4 separate regions of the Mus musculus genome follow, and regions 1, 2 and 3 are each linked to region 4. The links are chromatin contacts, called in public HiChIP or PLAC-seq and promoter capture Hi-C maps. All regions are on one chromosome and are shown on one strand. The core of a region is the stretch at or near the end of the contact, and the rest is flanking DNA. Distances in the headings are between cores, read along the strand shown.

Region 1 (2,700 bases), core at 4-2,503, 400 kb before region 4:
GTTTAACACAGGGTGGGGGTGAGGGTGAGGGTGCTGAGATGCAACCATGACTCTTAGCGTAGGGTTGAGGAGGACAAGGACGTGCAGAAGGTTCCATGATCTCTAAAGACAATTACGTTTCAAGTTTCTTCTTGCACATGCGACTCACATGTGACATGCTTTCATTATCAGACTATCAGCATAAGGGGAGTTTACTATCCAGGACTAGGTCAAAGAAAAGACACTTGAAATACACTCATTAAATTGTACTACAATGAAACCATGAACAAATGGACAGAATTACATAATAGAGTCAGCAAAAAATGAAATAGAGTCTACAATGCTTACTACTGTGAGTACACACAGAACAATGTGGTCCCGAGCACAAATTTAATCTAGAGAACTTATTTGAATTACATTAAGTTAAATTAAGTTAGAATTTAAAGACCGTAGCTTGAACTAGAAGTCAACAATAGTCAGCAAATAACCTTATAATAAGATTTAAAAAAAAAACCAAGACCTACTTAGCCTATTAAAATATGCTCATATGAGTGAGTAGCTGGACACTTTCTGGTATCAGTGTGCCTAGACATGGTCCATTCAATTTTGTGTCAACAACATACAGCACGTGACCTTATACGTTCTACATTGCGAGTACTTTTAATTACTTCCGGGAACTGAGTGTGTGCATGCTCACACAGGAATGCACGAGTGAGCGGTACAGCCTCTAGTCCAATACTGTGAGGCTGACGAGTGCCTCCTACAGATGACAGAGGCACGAGGCAAAGCTGAATCCACAGCCAGGGCCACCTTAATGCCACAAGGCCCAAGTAGATTCTAAACATCTGTCATTCATGACTTCCAAGCAAAAGAGGGTGTCACATTTAATAAGCATTCACTTGGCAATCCCAATTACTCCTGAAAACACACCTTTCATACGACCCCAAGGGTGCCTTCATTGACACAGTTTTCATGTGTATTTGGTGTGTGTGTGTGTGTGTGTGTGTGTGTGTGTGTGTGTGAGAGTGTGCTCAGCGTGCATGCGGTGCAGCACTGTCAAACAATCACCAGTGACCAGGAATGTACATGCAGGACTTCACTTTCTTCCCAGCTCCTTGCCCCTCTCTTCATCCCAGATTTCCCCGTTCTCACACTTCTCCCAGAGAACAGGCTCAAAGTTGACATGTAAGAAACAGTGACAGTCGGGAGAGCCACATTTTCTCTGCCTGCCTCTCCCTGCTCTCCCTCCCTCTCTCCCTCCACAGCCTGTTCTACAGTTAGAATTCAGCTCAGAAAGAAATAGCTGACACTCAGCAGATGGCTGCAGGCAGTCCCCTCACACAACCTGGACAGCCACTCCAGTCCGCAGCTGAGGGGTCGGGAGTGACAGCCGTATGCTGGGGTGCACTGCAGCCAGCGGAAGACAGGCTTTGTTCCTTTGATGGGTTTGTTTTGAAAGGGGAACATAAATAATACACGGCTGCTGCTACTCCCTCCCCTGCAGTCTGAGCAGAGCTTCCTGGCAGTGCTCGTAGGGGCTCCAAGCTCCTGACTGTTCTTTCAGTGTGCTGGGTGTGAGCACCAGGCTTGGCCAGCAGATAGATTAAGTGGACTTAATCGCCAACACTAAATAATAATAAATAATAAATTGCCCCATTTCCTATTTAATTAGTAGAAAGCTTTTCACTGAAACGATTGTGTTTCTCTGTTTAAAAAAAAATAAATTAATTAAAAGCTGTTTTTGGACACTCAAAAGGCTTCTTGCCAAGACTGCAATGATGGGTGAGCCTCCCTGCTGGCTACTGAGTCTATTAGCAAGGGGGGGAGGGAGGGGAGGAGATGACAGGCATGTGGGTAGATGGGCTAGGACCAGGGTCAGAATGTCATCACAGCCCTTCAGGTCTGCCCCACCATCAGCCAGCTGACCCTGCCTTGTACAGCCACACTGTGTCCTCTGGAAAGGCACTCATTTTCAGTGTGAAGGGATCCAAGACGCCCAGGAGGCAACACAACTGCGCTGACGTCCATTCGTTCCTAGATACCGAGGCATGGGAACATCTCAGGTTCCCCAGGATTTCTGCTGGGGAGTGAGAGACTCAGCGGATGACTGTTTCTAGGGCTAGATAGCTTCTTTGTAGTTTAAGATGTGTTTTAGGTGTGTGTGTGTGTGTGTGTGTGTGTGTGTACATGTATGTGTGCATGCTTAAAAACAATTGAAAATAATCTAGCCATAGAACTTACATTGGAGTGAAACCCAGAGGCTGGGGAATGGCTCAGTTGGCAAAGGTCAGATCCTCAGCCCCCGTATAAAGGCTGGGTAGCTGGTTATAGTGGTGTGTGCCTGTAACCAGTGCTGGGTGGCTATGTCAGGCAGAGCCCAGGAGCTCAAAGGCCAGCACAGCTGACTCGATGAGCTCCAGGCTCAGTGAGAGACCTTGACTCAAAAATAAGATAGACCGTGATTGACAAAGACACTTGTGTTAACTTCTAGTCTCCATATGCATGCACATGTCCAGAATCACACACACACACACACACACACACACACACACACACACACACACACACATATACAACATATAGAGTCATACATTCACATACATAAATAGACACATACATACATACAGGTAGACACATGTACATATGTGTACACACACATACACACACACACACATGCACGCACGCACGCACACGTGCACAAGTCTAGAAGCCAGATGTGGT
Region 2 (2,700 bases), core at 159-2,658, 280 kb before region 4:
TGGTCGTGACAAGCGGTGTAAGTTTTGTCCCATGGTTAGATGTCCGGGGTCACAGGTTCTCAAGGTATAGATCCCACCTAACAGGCAGTATTTGTTGGTTAGAGGTTTTTAGAATGGCTCAGTTTGCTTAAACAAACAGTATCGAGGCTGTTCTGATGGAGTTCCTTCTGGTGGGAGCAAGAAGGGAAATTCTAATCACTTGTCCACTGGATTCAAATCTTTGGACCCAAACCTCACTAGCAGCAGGATAAGCAAATATCGGTAGACAGCAAACCCAAGAACTCTCTTTAGCAATTCAATCGAGGGGCATTAAGTGAAGGCTGGGCATGCACTCAACTTTCACACACTTGCAAAAAGGAGTCTGTCTAGGTCTAACATTCACTTTGTCCTCAGACTTACAAATTACAAGAAGGAGCCCTGAAGAGCCTAATGTGACATTCCAAGACCAAGAGTTGGGCAGGAGAAAAGTGTGCAATGGCAGGGGCAAATTATGAAACATTTAGGGAAAATCATCCCATTTACAAATTAACCTCTAAGTGCTTTGGAGGGCCCTGCCCATGATCCCATTAATAAAACTAAATTGTTTCCAAGATTCAGCCAGTCCTTAAATCACAAGCCTGAGAAAATTCTAAGCAGCTTCTGATAGCTGCAACTTGCACAGAGAAGGCAATGAAGAAACTGCTACAAAACAAAGCACTATTGTGGCCCGTGATGTGGGAGATGGGAGACCTTTGGCTCATCCCGCACAACCCTGATAGCGTTCAGAGCTGGTCATGGTAACTATTTCCCAAATCTTGAGACGCACGCACTCGCCTCGAGATTTTACCAACAGACAGACCACCACACCGGTGAAACTAACTGCAAGGTGGGAAATGTCACCTCCCAGGGATCCCGGGGAGAACCCGTTTCCCATCACCATATAACTTCCCAGAGTTTGGAAAGAAGCGCCCCTGCAAAGCGCGTCGCGATGGAGCCTGGCACCCCTGCTCCCGGCCCGTCAGTCCCCAGCCGAAGCCGAAGCAGCCCGGCTTTTGCATCTGCATTGCTTTTTGCTCTAGGGAAAACACGAAGTGGGAAAGCGCAGGGTACGCCACACACCGCGAGGAAAGTTCCGCCCCAGGAGTTTGGAGAAATGGATTAGAAACCAAAGAATCCCCCCAAAAAGCCCCGGCCCGCAGAGGCTCCGGGAACCTCCCATCCCGCGCTGCGCACCGCACTCACCGCTGTCGCTCGCCCGCGCCGCCGAGCCCGGGAGCCGAGCGTCCCGCCGCTGTCGCATGCCCTCGGGGGAGCGCGACGGGGCGAGCAGGCTCCGGCCAGCCAGCAGCGGAAGACGCGGAGCAGGCAGAGCCAAGCGCCTGCTCTCCAGCGTCCGCGGCGACGCGCCGGGAGTCCCGGGCAACTTTGCTAGGACGAGGGGGTGGAGAGGTGGAGGGCGGCCCGGTCCCGCCCGCCAGCCCGCCCGGCCTGTGCCTCTGCAAGTTCCCACGGGAGCGCGCCCCCCGCCGGCCAGGCTCGGATCGGCACGGCAGAAGGCCAGCGGTCCATGGAGGCGCTCTGCCTTGGTTGGGGACCTGGTGCCTATGGGGCAGCCAGCTCTGAGAGACTACCTAAGGTCCCCTAAGGGGACAGTAGCATCTAGAGGCCCTACACAGGGAGCCATACCTCAGAAAGATGCCCAGACTGAAACTCATTCCTCTGACTCTCTCTATGATGGAAGATACCTATTTGAGGTGTCTGCTGGGAAGCATATCCCTACCCCCACACTACTTACGGGAGGCAGGCTCTCAGCCAGGACCAAACCTGATACCCTAAAGCCTGAACCCCAAAGCTGCTCTAGAGTTCAAGCAACCCCAGAGGCCAAGAACAGGTCACCTTTGTGTTACAAGAGGGAACAAAGCCTGCTTAAGTTTCTCGTGGGAGTCATTTTGGCCTCCCGCAGTCAACAGTCCTGAAGGTGCTGTTTCAAAACTGACCCACCTTTGCTTAAGGCCGGGGAAAGGAAAGCAAGAGTAAAAGGCTTCTCTGCCCTAAAAACCAAATTCTGGGTCCCTGCATGCTAGAAGGTAAGCTGAGGACAAGATCCTGTGAAGTGAAGTCATTCTTAGGCAGCCCGGGGCACTTGGGAAACGTCTAGAGTGTGGGTTCGGACGTACTTCACCATCCGTTCAATCATGTGCATTCAATGGGACCCATCTCTGTACCACCGATGGCTTAGTTGGTCAAGTGCATAAGCTCAGATTGAATTTGATCCTCAGTCGAGTCATCTTGCCTCACCCACCCACAAGCCCTGTGCTGGAAAGGTGGAAACAGGACGATCCTTGGGTTTTGCTGGTCAGCCTGTCTAGCCCACGGATGAGCTCCAAGCTCTGCTAGAAACCAGGTGTTAAGAAATTGAGGAAGACACCGGAAGTTAACTTCTGGGTTCCGCGCGCGCGCGCGCGCACACACACACACACACACACACAAGCACACACACATGCACGCAGACTCTTAAGATGAAATTTAAGGATTATCTTCTTTCAACCCTTGTTGGGTCAGGGGTGTCCCACTTCTTTTCCAGATATTTTTATAAGTAAAACCAAATTAAAATTAGTACCACTTAGTAAAAACAAATGAAAACCAGTACTTCAAACGGCAAGCTCGAAGATGACTACTGGCTGGAGAGTCACTCAGAACCTTTTAAACAAACACTCACCA
Region 3 (2,700 bases), core at 10-2,509, 320 kb before region 4:
AAAACAAGAAGAACATAGGCCCTGACACAACACGCTTTATTAGAGGAAACCTAGGGAGTATTGAGTTCACCAACCTGTGAAAGGCCTGGGAGCGTCTGAAATTGTTGTTACCACAGCGCTATTGTTGCATACGGAATGTATATAAATGCAGGCACTGGAGAACACGCTCAGCCAGTTCACACACCACACCCCAAAGAGTTACTCCCACTAAAGCCAGGGAGCCTGTGTCTAAATGGCACCGTGAGTTCCAGCTCGGCAGTTCATTTTACTCTGGTATTAACAGTTCAATAAAATTCCAAAGACATGTGCGTCCATGGGACACAGACAATGATGGTGGTGAAGTAGGCTGGATATGATTGAAATACATCATGGGAGTACAAAAATGTCACAGCAGAACCTTATTATGTGCCACTAAAAATGCTAATAAAACAGAAATTATAGGAGGTCTCTAACATTGCCAAGGAGACTCCCCAAAGTGTCCTAAGAATTAGCTAAGGTGTCTTAAAGATGCCCCTGCCACCGGGGTCACGCTCTCTTAGTAAAGATTACAAATGCCCAGCCTCATTTGCATTTCCTCAACCACTCCAGTCCCCACCGAGGGTCACGGAAGCGCACAGAACTGCACAACCGGACTTTTTTTTTTTTTTTTAATGCTGTGGTGGTTGCTCCCTCTCCCAATTCAAACATCCAGGATGTGGTGACATGCCATTTAAAGCTAGTAAAGTCTGCCACTGGGTTAATTTTGGAAGGCCTTTCTTGCCTCTGGTTTACAAAGTTATCTCTGCTTTTATGACTTTCTCCATTCTCTCAGATGTTTGCAGGCTGTCTCCCTTCACACAGCCTCAGGAGTGCAGTAATACAGGATGTATGGGTTGCGGGTCAGTGGATGACGTCATCGAGGAGTCCCCCGGGACTTACAGCTTGAGTAATGCTGCTTTCTCCTCCAGACCACACCATTAAACTGCACTCATCACCTGCACAAGGGTTGTTTGTGTTGGTGCAGAAGAGACTGGGTACAAATTCACACTGGCTAATTTCAGCCTAACACAGCCATTTATTCCTAATAACTAAAAGAGTGAGACAATGACAAAATATTATAAAAAATTAATAACAGGCGAAAGCAATATATTTTAAAGTGAAAGCCACTTCAATCAGCTATTTGGAAAATTGTGTGTGGGTGCCTTGTAGTTTATTCTTCTAGAGATCAGGGCTGGAGGGTATTCCTTGGGGTTCTACAAGAATGGATCTCTAGGGAGGAGGGGACTTCGCTTTCTCTGTTTCTAAACCACTATTTTGTTAGTGTGCTTTCACACATGTGTGGGTGCCTATGTATACATTTTGTGTGTGTGTGTGTGTGTGTGTGTGTGTGTGTGTGTGTGTGTGCATGCAGGAAATGACACAGAACTCATGCATAAGCTAAAAATGCCTCTTGAGACAAAGGCCACACTACCTCCTAAAGCGACATTTCTACAGGGAATTGTCTATCTTGAATAACTCTCCAAACCCAAACCCATCAGAGCCCACCAGCATGCACAGGAAGTAAGTCACCTATTGATCAGGAGAGACCTGATGACCCACAGGCCTCAGTTGGGCATCGGCCTAAGCCAGCCAGCATCACTAATCAAGTTTTTCACAGCAAGTTGACTATTACCCCAAGATCTCTGGGGCTGGGACTGTCCTGACCCCTTTCTGGGACTCACTGGCTCTCTAGAGGAAGGAGCCACTCTTCCTGACCCTGACCGTTGACCCCTGAGTGCACCTAAGCCAGTGCCACATAGGAAGCAGCATTGCTGTCCTCTGCTTTCTGAAGCACATTCGAGGGCCCACACTCTCCTGCCATACCATCTCTGGGCTACAGTTTCATGCTGTGCTCTCTGTAGACTTCCCTGCATCGCTTTGAACAGCAGCCTAAGCCTTGAGATGTCTGCCCAGTCAGCCACCTCACCTTCACTGGATCAAACACAGTCTACTCCCAAGCGTAGCCTTTCCAGAGCTTACACACAGCCACAGCAGGGGGAGCCAACAGTGTCCACCTGGGTGTGCACAGCCTCTTTTTGATGAACTCCCACCACCACCACCACCAAATGAGTGCAGGCCTTGCTATTACCTCCTGACCTTTCCTGGTCTTCCATGTTAGATGCCCTAGCTGCCCAGGAAGTCAGTTTCCCCTCCGTGTCTACGCACCCATCTTGAGAAAATGGTCAGGGAACTCTCCAGGAAACTCAATCGAGCCCAGAGACACTGGTGGACTTTTATCAACTATGAGAAGTAAATATATGTTATGATCTTAGCATCCAACTTTTCTTCATGAAAGGGTGTCATGGTCTACTCTTCCCCAAACTGCTATATTCAGGAGATCTAGAATATTCGATATGCTCTCAAGGACTGTACAAGAACGAGGTCTCTCTCACACAATACTCAAGTGTAGCCTACTCCCCTGGTGTTGTTACTACAGCTATTAGACCCTGGCCTATTAAGTTTCTCATTTGTATTCATTCCACAATATACTGATGAGACTCTCACTTAAAGCTTCTACTTTTTTGAGATGATAAGATGATCACTGCCTTCCTCCCTTTCTGCCTTCCAAACTCTCTTTGTTTGCCTTCAGATTTGTGGCCTCTTTTTTTTTCCCATTCATTGTTGTTACATCGTTTCAGAGGCCATCTTTGCTCAAGTACCCTGGTTCCTCCATGTTCTCTG
Region 4 (2,700 bases), core at 99-2,598:
AGCACTGAGATACTGAGGCACAGACAGGCTGGGCTGGCCTCACTCAAGAGACTGGTCTACATAATGAGTTCCGAGAACATTCAGGTTACATAGACCTTGTCTCCCCCCAAAACAAAACAAAAAACCCGAACGATCGAAAGACCGTTAGCATCCAAAGACAATTTCTGGGCAAGCCTTCCAACTCACTAGGCTGTAAACCTTGTCCGGAAGGATTTTCTTCTTTCTGAGTGCTGAAATCTTAAACAACAACACTCCTCTCTCTTACCTGATTCCACTGTCTCCTCCCCTTCAGGCAGAAGCCTGGCTTTCTTGGCGTTCTGTGGGGCATCGTCTCCATTGTCTTCATAGATATTCGACCATTTGATCGCCATGTCCAGCTCTGGCGGCGGCGGCTTCTTCTCAGTAGTGTAGGTCTCTGGGGGCGGCACGCAGTTGGACTTCCAGATCTTGAACTCCTTTGGAGGCTGTCGAGTAAGCACATTAAGAAACCCTGTGACGAACCGAGGTTCCCGCGATGGATACGAGCGCATGCACCTCCCTGCTCATCATTCTGGCTGACTTTCCTCTTTCTTTCTTTTTTAAAATCCTTTAGGCTTAAAAGACACTTTTTTTTTTCCATCAACATCACAACACTGTTAGGTGAAAAAGTCAAAGGGTTCCCTGGATAAATAAAGCTAATAACTTTTAGTTACCAAAGGAGGATGCAGTCCCAGATACTACGGCCAGGCTGACCCCTTCAGGAGGCTGCAGCAGAGACGCTGTCTTGGAGGCAGCAGCGCAGGCACTTCGGCGTCAAAGGGAAGGGGTCTCGGGGAGAAGCTGCAGCGGGGGGCGGGGAGTCACCACCGTTAGTCGTCGCCCGGCTGGGACCCCCGAGCGCGGAGGGGCGGGCCCGGGCTGACACCCCCCGGGCTCCCGGGGCCGTGGGGACGCGCGGCGCGGCGCGGGCTGAGTGCGAGCCGGGGGTGGGCGAGCGGGCGGAGGGGCAAGCGGGCGTCGGGCCCCGGGGCGGCCGCGGGGCCGGGGATCTCACCTCCTCCGGCGCTTTCACCACATGCCGCTCCCAGTCGATCTGCTTGTTGAGCGGGTTGTAGAGGAAGGCCGGGCGGGTCACGCTGCGGAACAGCTCGTCCGGGCCGGGCAGCCGCTTCTCCGCCTGCTTCCCGCGGCCGCCCGTCGTCGGAGCCGAGGCCGCCTCCTTGCGACCCGCGTCTTCCGGCTCGCTGTTCTCATCCGACGAGTCGGAGCTGCTGCTCCCGTAAGCCGCGAAGTAGCTCAACGGGTCCTTCTCTTCGGCTGCCATGACGGCCGCGGGTTCCCACCCTCTCTCGGCCGGAAGCCGGAAGCCGGAAGCCACGGCTGATCCCGCCCCCCAGGCTGGCGAGTTATCCATTTGCGCCCCCTAGCGGCGGAGCCGCGCTCCTACTCATGGGCGGAGATTGGAAGGATGCTGGAGGCGGGGATTCCACAGCCCTCAAGCAAGTTATTTATTTGTTTTTTCTTAAGGATCTCTGGGAAAAAGCAGCGGGAGCCTTAGGATACCCGGAGGGAAATCAGTGGCCACAGTCACACTCTGGGCTTGTAATTTAAAGCAGAGAAAAACCAAACATGCATACCTATAATCCTAGGCAAATTTGAGGGCCAGCGAGGTGCATGTAAGTCCTTTCTTAACAGCTAATACAGTGCAGGAGACGTTGTCTACCAAACAGTAAGAACAAGCAAGCAGGGGGTGGGGGCGCACACTTCTAACCCCAGCACTTGAGAAGATGAGACCGGAGTATTGCCACAAACTAGAGGTCAATGGTGAAATTTTACAGCCCCCCACCCCAAGTTGGTACCATTGTAAATATTTAGATCCCAGTTAAAAATGCCTGGTCAGAGGTGACATAGTCATTAATAACTTGCCATTTGGTCTGATTCTTATCTGCTAAATTCTACAGAAAAATACGAAGTCTGGTAATGGAACGGGCTAGACTGCCTTGTTCAGGTTTATATTCCTAGTATTTATTTTGGTGACCGTCCCTGGAGTACATCAAGGAATATTGCTGGGTTGTAATTTCTGAGATAATAGGTCTGAGTGTTTCTAGAAAAACTTCCTTCCGTCCAAGTACCTAGACTTGACAGAGATACAATTGTTCCCAAAGTACAAAGTCCTGGGTTACCCAAATCATCCTCAGATCTGACATCATTAGCAAATTCAGGGTCCCCTCACGCACCCTCCAGCCTGGTAATGTGACAAAATTGTAGAACCCGCTGAAAGCTGAGTAACCACGTGTATATAGCTACAGTTTACTGCAGCAAATATAGCATAAGTCCAACCAAGGGAAGATGGGCGAGGAGCGGTCCAGAGGAGTCCTCATTCAGAGCTTCCGGTTACCCTCCGGAAACATGAACCAAATCAGTGCAGCTCAGGAGGCAGAGCTCGCTGCCTGGTACTGGGTTCCAGTACCAGCACCCATATAAACTGGGCATGGTGGTGTGTATTTGTAATCTCAGCGCGTGGTGGAAATGGGGTGAATGTACAAGGCTCCGACACCCGTGGCCGTGCTTGTTTATATAATGAGTTTGGGGAAAAACCATAGGGAAGGTACATGGACAAGTGAAACCCCAGGATGTCCAGGAAACTTTAGAGTAGCATCAAGATGCTGGGCTGGCAGAAGGCTCTTAGATGGGGTAAAGAATCTCTAGCATTAAAAATTT

What was found. Promoter capture Hi-C pulls out the DNA fragments that hold promoters and counts their contacts. HiChIP or PLAC-seq counts read pairs in DNA pulled down with a chosen protein or histone mark.
Region 1: a contact with region 4 is called in a promoter capture Hi-C map of hippocampal neurons, with 3 times the contacts expected there. The contact joins the enhancer-like site here to the promoter of 2410004B18Rik in region 4. A contact is called at or near these places in 4 of 39 promoter capture datasets (the 3T3-L1 cell line, the C10 cell line, hippocampal neurons and 1 more), 23 of 484 Hi-C or Micro-C datasets (the Ba/F3 cell line, the C10 cell line, the C2C12 cell line and 16 more), 3 of 115 datasets of contacts at active chromatin or transcription factors (bone marrow-derived macrophages, memory CD8 T cells and pancreatic cancer cells) and 2 of 9 other capture datasets (adipose tissue and liver).
Region 2: a contact with region 4 is called in an H3K4me3 HiChIP or PLAC-seq map of embryonic stem cells, with 15 read pairs. The contact joins the promoter of Lpar3 here to the promoter of 2410004B18Rik in region 4. A contact is called at or near these places in 12 of 39 promoter capture datasets (the 3T3-L1 cell line, 3T3-L1-derived adipocytes, the C10 cell line and 7 more), 5 of 115 datasets of contacts at active chromatin or transcription factors (embryonic stem cells, large pre-B cells, pancreatic cancer cells and 1 more) and 3 of 9 other capture datasets (adipose tissue, embryonic stem cells and liver).
Region 3: a contact with region 4 is called in a promoter capture Hi-C map of pre-B cells, with 3 times the contacts expected there. The contact joins the enhancer-like site here to the promoter of 2410004B18Rik in region 4. A contact is called at or near these places in 3 of 39 promoter capture datasets (the C10 cell line, hippocampal neurons and pre-B cells), 1 of 484 Hi-C or Micro-C datasets (large pre-B cells) and 3 of 115 datasets of contacts at active chromatin or transcription factors (the 230-238 cell line, bone marrow-derived macrophages and large pre-B cells).

The regions. Positions count from the first base shown.
Region 1 is chr3:146,336,719-146,339,418 of GRCm38.p6, reverse strand. No RefSeq gene overlaps it. Among named protein-coding and RNA genes, the nearest start is that of Gm40167, 8.4 kb to the left of the region's middle. Within about 2 kb of position 1,253, at least 40 of the 459 cell types and tissues checked have an H3K27ac peak or open chromatin away from gene starts, as enhancers often do. A contact at or near this core is called in cerebral cortex and hippocampal neurons, where this site is marked.
Region 2 is chr3:146,219,669-146,222,368 of GRCm38.p6, reverse strand. Lpar3 (lysophosphatidic acid receptor 3) reads right to left here and starts at 1,408. Exons shown (of 3, transcript NM_022983.4): 1 at 1,222-1,408.
Region 3 is chr3:146,255,835-146,258,534 of GRCm38.p6, reverse strand. The region is part of intron 2 of Lpar3 (lysophosphatidic acid receptor 3); the gene reads right to left. Among named protein-coding and RNA genes, the nearest start is that of Lpar3, 36 kb to the right of the region's middle. Within about 2 kb of position 1,259, at least 49 of the 459 cell types and tissues checked have an H3K27ac peak or open chromatin away from gene starts, as enhancers often do. A contact at or near this core is called in the 230-238 cell line and pre-B cells, where this site is marked.
Region 4 is chr3:145,936,662-145,939,361 of GRCm38.p6, reverse strand. 2410004B18Rik (RIKEN cDNA 2410004B18 gene) reads right to left here and starts at 1,348. Exons shown (of 3, transcript NM_025555.5): 1 at 1,034-1,348; 2 at 266-464. The coding sequence starts at 1,303.